Linked DNA regions of Ovis aries: region 1 is linked to region 2. The links are chromatin contacts, called in public Hi-C maps. All regions are on one chromosome and are shown on one strand. The core of a region is the stretch at or near the end of the contact, and the rest is flanking DNA. Distances in the headings are between cores, read along the strand shown.

Region 1 (4,708 bases), core at 1,170-3,669, 410 kb before region 2:
GAGGGCCTTGGTTCTTCTCACCCACAAGCAGTGGGCTCCCAGGTTCAGCCGGGAATGGAAAACTGGCCTCTGGAGAGCCTCAGGCCAGCACAGCTGGGTAAGACGATCGGCCTTTCAACAGCAGGACGCAGAATACCGCGCTCATCATACGATGGTTTTTATTTATCTGGCATTTCAGGGGCCTATTCACGAGGAGACACTGGGTGTGTTTTCAGCGAAGACAGCTACGTAGGACACTGAAATAGACGCGGGCACTGAGCAATGTTCTGTTAGAGGTTTGCCTACTTGCCAGTTACAAAAATAATTTTGACGAGTTTAAAATGGGCCTTATTCCCAGAATCCCAGCTTTTTCTATTTGCAGCAGTTAATACTTGACCTGGATTCCCAATGAGGGTTAATATTCACAACTTCATTATTTGGCAAAATGCTATTAGGCTGACATTGCATGTTCACAGGACAAGAGAGTTTGATGAGGTGGCTCCTTTCTGGATGAGGAAGTGCGTTCTTATTTTCTGATTAGAACGTGGAAAATTCTAAATGTCTCTCATTCAAAGACCACTTCCTCCCTGAGATTTTATGTCACTGGGATTTTACTGTCAAGGTGTGGCTGCAGCCTGACACTGGATTTGTTCTCAAAACCATTTCTTATGTGGCCACTTGGTGCAGCCTGGTTAAGAAATTTAAACACTACTCACTGAGCGAGGCTCTGGAGGGAAATGTCTCATTTTAATGAGCCCCTCGGGAGGTGAGAGCCGCACGCTGCCTAACAGGGATTTTGTGTTACGCTTCGTGCTAAAAATAGCACACAGCACACTGGCTACCATCAATGTTAATGCAATCACAGTGATCACCGTGTGATCCTTTAAAAATGGCAAAGCTTCATTAGGAGAAAGCAAAACTCAAATTTCCTTTAAACATTCCCTTCTGTGCACACAGGAGCGAGAATAACCCTGCTGACTGGGAGTCGGAGCTCCTCTGGCTGGCTTGGGCCGTGGCTTCTTCTGCTTCTTCCTTGTTACCTCCAGCAGTTCCATTTACTAAGCACAGGCTGGGAGAGAAAGGGGCTGGTCTTCACTAGCCTGGAGAAAGTGAAAGTGAAAGTTGCTCAGTCGTGTCCGACTCTTTGTGATCCCATGGAATTCTCCAGGCCAGAATACTGGAGTGGGTAGCCTTTCCCGTCTCCAAGGGATCTTCCCAACCCAAGGATCAAACCCAGGACTCCCGCATTGCAGGCAGATTCTTTACTAGCTGAGCCACAAGGGAAGCCCAAGAACACTGGAGTGGGTAGCCTATCCTTCTCCAGCGGATCTTCCTGACCCACAAATTGAATCGGGGTCTCTTGTATTGCAGGCAGATTCTTTACCAACTGAGCTATCAGGGAAGCCCTAGCCTGGAGAAGCACGACCAATTAGTGGATAGTATGGGTGACAAGGAGTGTCTCATTTGCATAAAAGCAGAGACTTTTCAAGGGGCTCGCTGTGAAGCGTTGCCATTCCATCCATGGGGAGCGACATGCCAAGCCCCCATGGGCCATGATGAATGAGAAGCAAACTCATCAGATTGCACTCAAATAGTGAAGGAACGGAACGCACCAGGCTACAGCCCAAGGTCTGAGGTGGTCAGGGGGCCATCATTTACTCAAGCAGAGCAGATTTTTTCCTGTGGCAGTGCTTCCACGTGTTAGTGACCCTTCATACTGCTGAAACAGAGCAGGACTCTACGGCGTTTGCCTGCCCACCTCTCTGTGACCTCACCCTGCCTTTGTCTGTGGACAAACTTTAGCCAAAGAATACGTTTAATCAGAGAAGTGACAAGATGCAGAAAGAAAGGAAAACAGTCAAAGCAGACCGAATAATAATTAAGCACAGTAAAGGACCTTTAGTTTCTACTCAAGGGCTACAGATAATAGTCTGAGCCACATTCTGTGAGCCGTCTTATAGACACTGAAACCCCCACCAGGCAGAAGGAGTTAACTACACAACGACCGGACTGTAGTCACAATATGAGCTGCCACAGTTCCAAGAATTTGCCTCAAAGAAATGGAAACTGGAACTGAAGACTGACTGTACCTAGAACAATCACGATGACACTGGTCAGACCGCTGATGACCAGCTTCAAGTTGACTGTCTGAGCAGACTGTGCTGTTTCTGCGTGGAGCTCCCTCCCTCTGTCTTTAAAAGCTCTTGCTCATTGACTGTCGGTGGGGTGGGTAGAGGGTGTCAGCCTTTGGACAGGCAGGTTGTCGGCATTCAAAACAGAGTGAACTTTCCATTCCACCAACCTGGCCTCTTACTGGCCTTTGAGTGGCGAGCAGCCGCTTTGGGTGACACCACTAACGATTTTGCAGCATAAGAAGAGATACAGAGCCTTCCTGGCATGTGAATTATCCCGTAAATCAGACGATTCCCTGTCACGGCTCTCTGTTGCCACGTCGCCCAGAAGTTCCACAGATGACCGGAAGAGGCAGAAGTGCTGCTGGCACTTGTGGGCGAATCAGGGCCCGCTGCGGCACCCTTTGCAATGTTTCCGAGAAGGCTTCTTGGCTTTCTTGCAGGCGCAACTGTTTGCGAGCATCCGGGGACAGGCTGCAGGAGGGAAGGGAGAAAGAAAGCACAAGCTAGAAAGGACCACTTTGGGCAAAAGTGAACACTTGGTAAGAGGCCAAAATTAGTCAGAGGGCTTACTCTCCTATGCCTGGCATCTCCTGCTTGACTGCTCATGACTTTCGTAAAAGGGTTGAGAGCCTGTATCCTTCCATTGTTTTAATATTGTAACAGAAGAATGCCATTTGCACTTCTCTTCTCTTCACATTAACATCTTAAGTATTAGACAATAGGATGAAAGGGAATGAAAGACTTTTGAATTATTAATGGATGCTCTTAGCTTAATGTGTATATGATATCTGAAGAATAGTTACAAGGATAATATTTGCCTGTAATAAATTCCCACTTGAAAGAATTATTGTTAAAACAGGCATGATATACCTCAAATGATATTATTGTAAAAAACTGTTATAAAATAAAACATTCCTTAAGCCTCAACTCTGTTACATCTTGATCACCCAACCCACCCTCCTTTTTCCCTCCTGTCTTGCACAAGGAAGAAAAATCCCAGGGATGGAGAAGAATCTGATCGTTACTGCAAGTTAAATTAAAGCTATCTAAAGCTAATAAAAGCTTTTCTTTGATATAGAGCTTCTATAAAGTCTTTTGCTTCTAGTTGGCTTTGGGGGGTGATCTCAGTGTGGTAAGATTCTTTGGTGCTTCACTGATTAAATCTCTTTTGTCAGGGTCCTTCAACCTAAACAAAATTTTGCCTCACACCGTCCTGCAGTGTCTGTGTTTATCTGCGGTGTTTCTCGGGCACACCTGCGTTATCTCCCTCCTTTTGCAGACACCTGAAAGCTCTTCATTTTTCTTAATGCATAAAGAAGATGCAACTCTCCACAGATAAGTACACAAAGAAATACCTTCTTTTGCATCCTTCACGCTCCTATTTTTAAGAATGTATTTTCTCGGTTCTCTTTGGAATTGGCCTTTTACTAAAACATTTAGAACACTTTTGCATCAACTCTTCCATGAAAACACTTGGTTTTACAGCAGGCCTTTCATTTCCAATGAATACAAAGGACATAACTTCCCTAGTGAATAAATTACATGGGTGAGTCAATGATTGCTGCAAAATCTGTCACATTGCTTCACTTGCTGTATGAATTCTTTAAGGGCTTCCCTAGTGGCTCAAAGGTAAAGAATCTGCCTGCCAGTCGTGGAGATGCAGGTTCAGTCCCTGGGTTGGGAAGATGCCCTGGAGAAGGAAATGGCAACCCACTCCAGTATTCTTGCCTGGTAAATCCCATTGACAGAGGAGCCTGGCAGGCTATAGTCCATGAAGTCGCCAAAGACTTAGACATGGCTTAGCAACTAAACAACAACTACGGTGAACCTCTAAACACAAAACTATACCAGGGATGACAGTATTAATAATATGTACAGTGTCCTATCCCTGTGTAGTGCCTGATCTTTGCAGTTCTCCTTTTTTCGCTCTTACTTCAGTTTGGTATTACAGCCAGTTAACATGGTTTAGGGCTTTGTTGATCCTGATTCACAGGAGAAGGAAGTGAAGTCCAAGGAGAAGCTACCCAAGGTCACAGCCTGAGGCCACAGTGGGGCCAGGCTGGACAGTGGCTGGCGGGGCATCCTCACTTTGTCTTCTTAGAGTGATGCTGAAAACTCAGCCTCTTTGCAGCGTGCTGAATCAAAGCTTGGAGACAGAGGTGGGTGAAGTAGAAAAGAAGAGCTTTAATGCTTTGCCAGGCAAAGGGGGGCACGGCGAGTTCCTGCCCCCCAAAACTATGCGTCCCCACCTGGGAGGATATGATGAGAAGTTTTACAGCCAGGGTTCGAGTGGAGGGGGTGGCTGACAAGATCAGGGGGTGTGCAGGGCCTGCGCTCCTCTCATCTGGTCTCGGGTCACCTTCTTCATGAGCTTCTCTAGCTCTTTTAATCTTGCCTTGGGTGGTTTCTTCCACTCCAGTACTCTTGCCTGGAAAATCCCATGGACGGGGGAGCCTGGTAGGCTGCAGTCCATGGGGTCGCTAAGAGTCAGACACCACTGAAGTGACTTAGCAGCAGCAGCAGCACGTGGTTTCTTGGCTCTTGTTGTTGTTCAGTTGTGAAGTCATGTCCAACTCTTTGTTTCCTGTTCTTCA
Region 2 (4,642 bases), core at 1,156-3,655:
TCCATCAGGATGAGTGGAAGGCTCTGGTGAGACAGAAACTAGTGCCAGAGGGTGATTAAACCTTTGGTCTTTGGCATTTGAGAGACGTGGCCTGGATGCCAGGCCTGATGCGTCCTACTGAGCCACCTAGAAAAAGCAGCTTCATCTAGTGGTGCCTCAGTAGTCCTCACCTGTGAAATGGGGATAAAGTCTGCCATGTGAAGTACACTGGGAAATATATATGAAGTCACACACAGACACACATATATAACATATTCCCTCCCCAGTTCGTAGTTAAGACATAACAAATGGTAGATACTATCGCTTTCATCATCACCCAGTTTGACGAGGGGAATATTTCAAGTTGGGAAGGAAAGTTGTTAAAAAAAAAAAAGCCTAGCTTACCACAAGCCACAACTACTGAAGCCTGTGTATCTGAGAGTCTGTGCTCTGTAACAAGAGAAGCCGCCGTAGTGAGGAACTGTGGCACCACAACTAGAAAAAAGCCTTTGCGGTGGTGAAGACCCAGCACAGCCAAAGATAAAAAAATAAAATAATACATAGATGCAATTTTTTAAAACTTAGAGAAAAAAAATAGCTCATGGTGGCATAAGGTTAAAAACTAAGAAGGAAGTTACATAGGAAAGCTACGTTCTTTCTCCACAGCAATTAAAATATAAAAGTAAACAACCTGACTCCATCACCTCCCCCGCCCTCTGGGCACACAGGTCAGCTGGGAACCTGTGCCATGGGATTGGTGAGCTGGGAGAACTTAGAGGCTTTGGGCCTGCCGTGGCTACAATGGCTGTTTTCAAAGAGTTGTTTTTTGTTTTTGTTTTGAATTTTAAAAAATGGTATGTATTATGGCACCAAATGTCTAAATAACTTAACTGTAATTAAAGGGGCAAAGGGATATTTGAGAACGTTCCCCTTTCCATTCTAAGTCAGAGCAATTTTCTCAACAATACCGTCTACTGTGGCGTGAGAGAACTTTCTAGATCTGAGCGGAGCATTCCGAGGAGGGTGGACGTGTAATTTGAAGTCCACCCTATACTCACAGACCACAGAATTGCAGTGCTCTACAAAACGCTAGATACATGTGACTAAGCCCAAAATATTTCAGCAATAAGAAAGCTGAGGTCCAGTGTGGCTCAGCAAATTGTCCAAAAGCACACAGAACAGATCTTTTCTTTTAGCTAGGTTTCAACACTTTTGTTAAGCAGAGTGAAAATTTTTGTCCTTCTATAAATATCCTTGGTTTACAGCTGATTCCTTGCATGGCAGTTCTCCTAGCAGCCTTATTTGAACATAACTGGGCTGTTCGGCATAGTCCTCGCATGACAAAGTGGTCAAGTCTCGCTAGTAGTCGAGAATGCATTATCAAGCCTTTATTTAGCGCTACAGTCGGGGCAATCCAACTATTAGTCATCCTGACATGTGCTTTGAACACAACACACCCAAGAGTCCTGGCAAAAACTGCATCTGCTTCCTTCACCCTCCCACACCACACTCCTTTCGAATGGCTGATATTTTTACCGCAGTTCTAGAAAGAAAATTACTTAACATTCCTAATCTGGGGACGCACTTCAGCTTCTCCTCCCCAATTATCAAATTAAGAGGCAGCTTGTGTAAACCCTGCTCACGAGGCCAAATGTAGAACCGCTACAGACGCAGGGGGCCCTTCCTGCAACAACTAGAGAACTTCCCTAAACTAAGAACGAGCTTAAGCTCAATCTCTCGGAAATTTCCAGCATCCCACTGCCCCCTCTAGCAGGCACACACCAGTTCCACCCTGTCCCCACTAAGGAGCTTAACATGATCTGAACACAAACTCGTTTGCCACTCATCACACAGCAGGATTATGATCTCATGCTGGGAAATGTTTCTAGAAAACCAAAAGCTACCCTATTTTCAAAAAAAAAAAAATTTGCGTTGAATGAATCCCATCTGCCTAAAGGGAAAACAACAACAACAAAAAAATTGGTCTATCAGGTAAATAATCTTTCACCTCCTGCCCTATTTTGCTGGTCTGACCAGAGAAGGTGATGGTAGGGCAGGAGAGGTAAGGGAGGGTGTCCTGAAGGCCAGAGGGATGGCTCTGGGGCCTGCTGTCCCCACTGTGTCCTTTCCACCCTCTTGGGTGACAACCCAGCCAGGTGTTCAGGCCAGGTTGGGGGTGGCCCCCATCTCTGGAACAGGTGCCGAGGAGCATCTGACCTTGAACAGGTCCCCAGGAACATCGGAAGTGAACAGGAGGTGCTTGTTCCACGTTCCTCGTTCCTCGGAAGCCTCTGCAGTTTATTCCCAGGCTGGAGTGACAAGTGAAAGCACAGCCAGAGTTTCCTCCTGAGCCCCAAAGCCTGGTGGCCAGGCCCTGGAGAACCCAGTGCGCATCAGGGGACCAACCCCAGGCTCCTATTTCCACCTTTGCTGCCAGGACGGTGAGTGGGAGGGAGACAGGCAAGTGGCTGCTGGGGTTGCATAAGGAAGATTTCCCAAGGAGGAGCCCCGTGATTAATCTGGCAGGAATTTGTTTCAACACTCCCTCCCTCCACACCACCCCGCCACACACAAAACAGCCAGACTCAAGATGCTGATAAGAATTCTTTTATGTTATTCCAATAAAAAATACATTCATACAGAAATATAACAATCTTGCAAAAAACAATTTCAAATAAAATCTTGTAAAACAAAATTTTACAAAAATCTTACAAAGATTTTTTTTCAGATAACAGGGTGCTTCAAAATAAAAAGAAAGAAATTTCACTAATAGAAATTTTTTTTTAATGTCAAGCAAAAAGTTTCTGCTTGATTGAGGCTCAGTTATCACCTGAACAGAATTGTAATTCTTTATGTACTTGCTTATTATGAAAATTACAGGCATTGACATACATGGCACCCAGCCCCACCCAATCAAACCACTCCACGGTGTTTCATAAGTGAGACAAGCCAGTGCAAGTTTTTTATTTTTTGTCTTTTGTTTACCTTCTTGCTTAATGGAACTGTTATGGCTAAGCACACAGCAGGGCCAAAAAAGGAGTTTTTTTTTTTTTCCTCCAAAATCCAGCAAATCAAGTGTCTGGATTTGGAACTGCCAAAAGAAAAAAGTGCATTTTCCCCCTCAGCAAAATAATTTCTTTAGGTAAGTGTATCCATCAGCCCAGATTAAAAAAACAAAACAAACAAACCAGTTATATGAGCTTTTACCATTGCTCATTTTCAGGAAGATCAAACAAAATACCAGCCCAGCCAGACTTATGTGCATATATATATATATATATATAAATATATATAAAGAGAAGATCCACACCCTTGACCAGCAGCTGCATGGAGGATCAGCTGTCCATGCTGTGGTATGCCAATTCGGGGAAATTACTTGTTGGAAAAACTGGAAGAATCTATGTGCTGGAAAAAAAATAGCTTCATCTGCATAAAAAATGCTCTCAAAAAGAATCTCTGTGATTAGCTTACTTTTAGGTTAGATCTTCAATAAGGCTGACATTTGAAATCAAAACCTTAGTGTGTCTGAGACCAAACAACCAGCGGGCTAGTATTCCGTTCATGGCAGTTCTGAATGGCCAAGGGACCCTATCCCAGACCCACCAATTACGATGAGTGACTTGGCAGTCTGGAAGAGATCTGATGCCAAGGGCCTGTGGCAAATAGTTAAATGAAAGATAAAGCCTTTATAAAAGTTATAGTTTTCATTTTTACCTCCTTTATGGCCATTTTGAAATAGGTCTTTACAGGCTGTGGAATTTTCTAGCTATACATTCTAATTTCTCCTTAAAAAAATATTTATATATTATTCATATATATGTATATATATATATACACACACACACATACACATACTATACACACAAATGTACATACACAAGAATTTCGCCCACTTTTAAAAAAGTAATATACCTTCTGTGTTACCAACAGATAGCTAGATAGATACGCGAGAAACTTGTGCCTTTTAAGCAAATACATTGTTTTTTAATACTTCTGTATCTTTAATACGTGTGAAAATGTTACATATTAAACACAGCCGGTGTATGATCTGTACAAGTGTTGTGCAAAGTCTATATTGAAGTCTCACCCTCACGGTGGCAGAAATGGTCTGATTTTCCAATTATCATGTGTTTCCCACTTGAACACTGACAGTCAAGTTGTCTAAGCTATTGAATAAATACTGACTTGTTTGGGGAGTTTTCATCTATTTGACTTTGTGAAGTAGGACCTTAAAGAGATTTTTTTTTTCTGTATTAAATATTGATACAGTACAAAGCCAGGTGAAAAAAGAGCCTTAATAAAGCATGCATCACCCATTCCCCTGTATGAGACCCCCACAGGAGGGGCCACTTGCGTAAGGCACCATTATTAAGATCTACAGTGCATTAACAGCTAGAAAACCAGAAATGAGTCCTCAAGGCATAAATAAGAGAAATTTAGCTGCATGAGAAAACAGTTTCTAAGCTTTAGTGGTTTCATCCACCCAACTGAGAAAAATTTTAGGTTCTGAGTCTAGTGGGACATTAGACCAGCAATTCCCAGCCTTGGTGTCCCGGACACCCAACTTGTGCCCAATGTCTCCTAAGGGCAACTTGAAATTCTCCAAAAAGGTAATACGAATTCGGAACCACTGACAAAATAGTCCTACACTGCACAACGCCTC

Evidence for each region. Hi-C and Micro-C count contacts between places; a contact is called where the count stands out from the background.
Region 1: a Hi-C map of omental adipose tissue shows a contact between it and region 2, with 2.8 times the contacts expected there. The contact joins two enhancer-like sites. A contact is called at or near these places in 3 of 16 Hi-C or Micro-C datasets (omental adipose tissue, skin fibroblasts and tail adipose tissue).

Annotation. Positions count from the first base shown.
Region 1 is chr13:44,600,667-44,605,374 of ARS-UI_Ramb_v3.0, reverse strand. No RefSeq gene overlaps it. Among named protein-coding and RNA genes, the nearest start is that of PITRM1, 70 kb to the left of the region's middle. Within about 2 kb of position 2,419, at least 1 of the 54 cell types and tissues checked has an H3K27ac peak or open chromatin away from gene starts, as enhancers often do.
Region 2 is chr13:44,189,039-44,193,680 of ARS-UI_Ramb_v3.0, reverse strand. KLF6 (KLF transcription factor 6) reads right to left here. Exons shown (of 4, transcript XM_012188639.4): 4 at 2,571-4,642. Among named protein-coding and RNA genes, the nearest start is that of KLF6, 9.0 kb to the right of the region's middle. Within about 2 kb of position 2,405, at least 28 of the 54 cell types and tissues checked have an H3K27ac peak or open chromatin away from gene starts, as enhancers often do.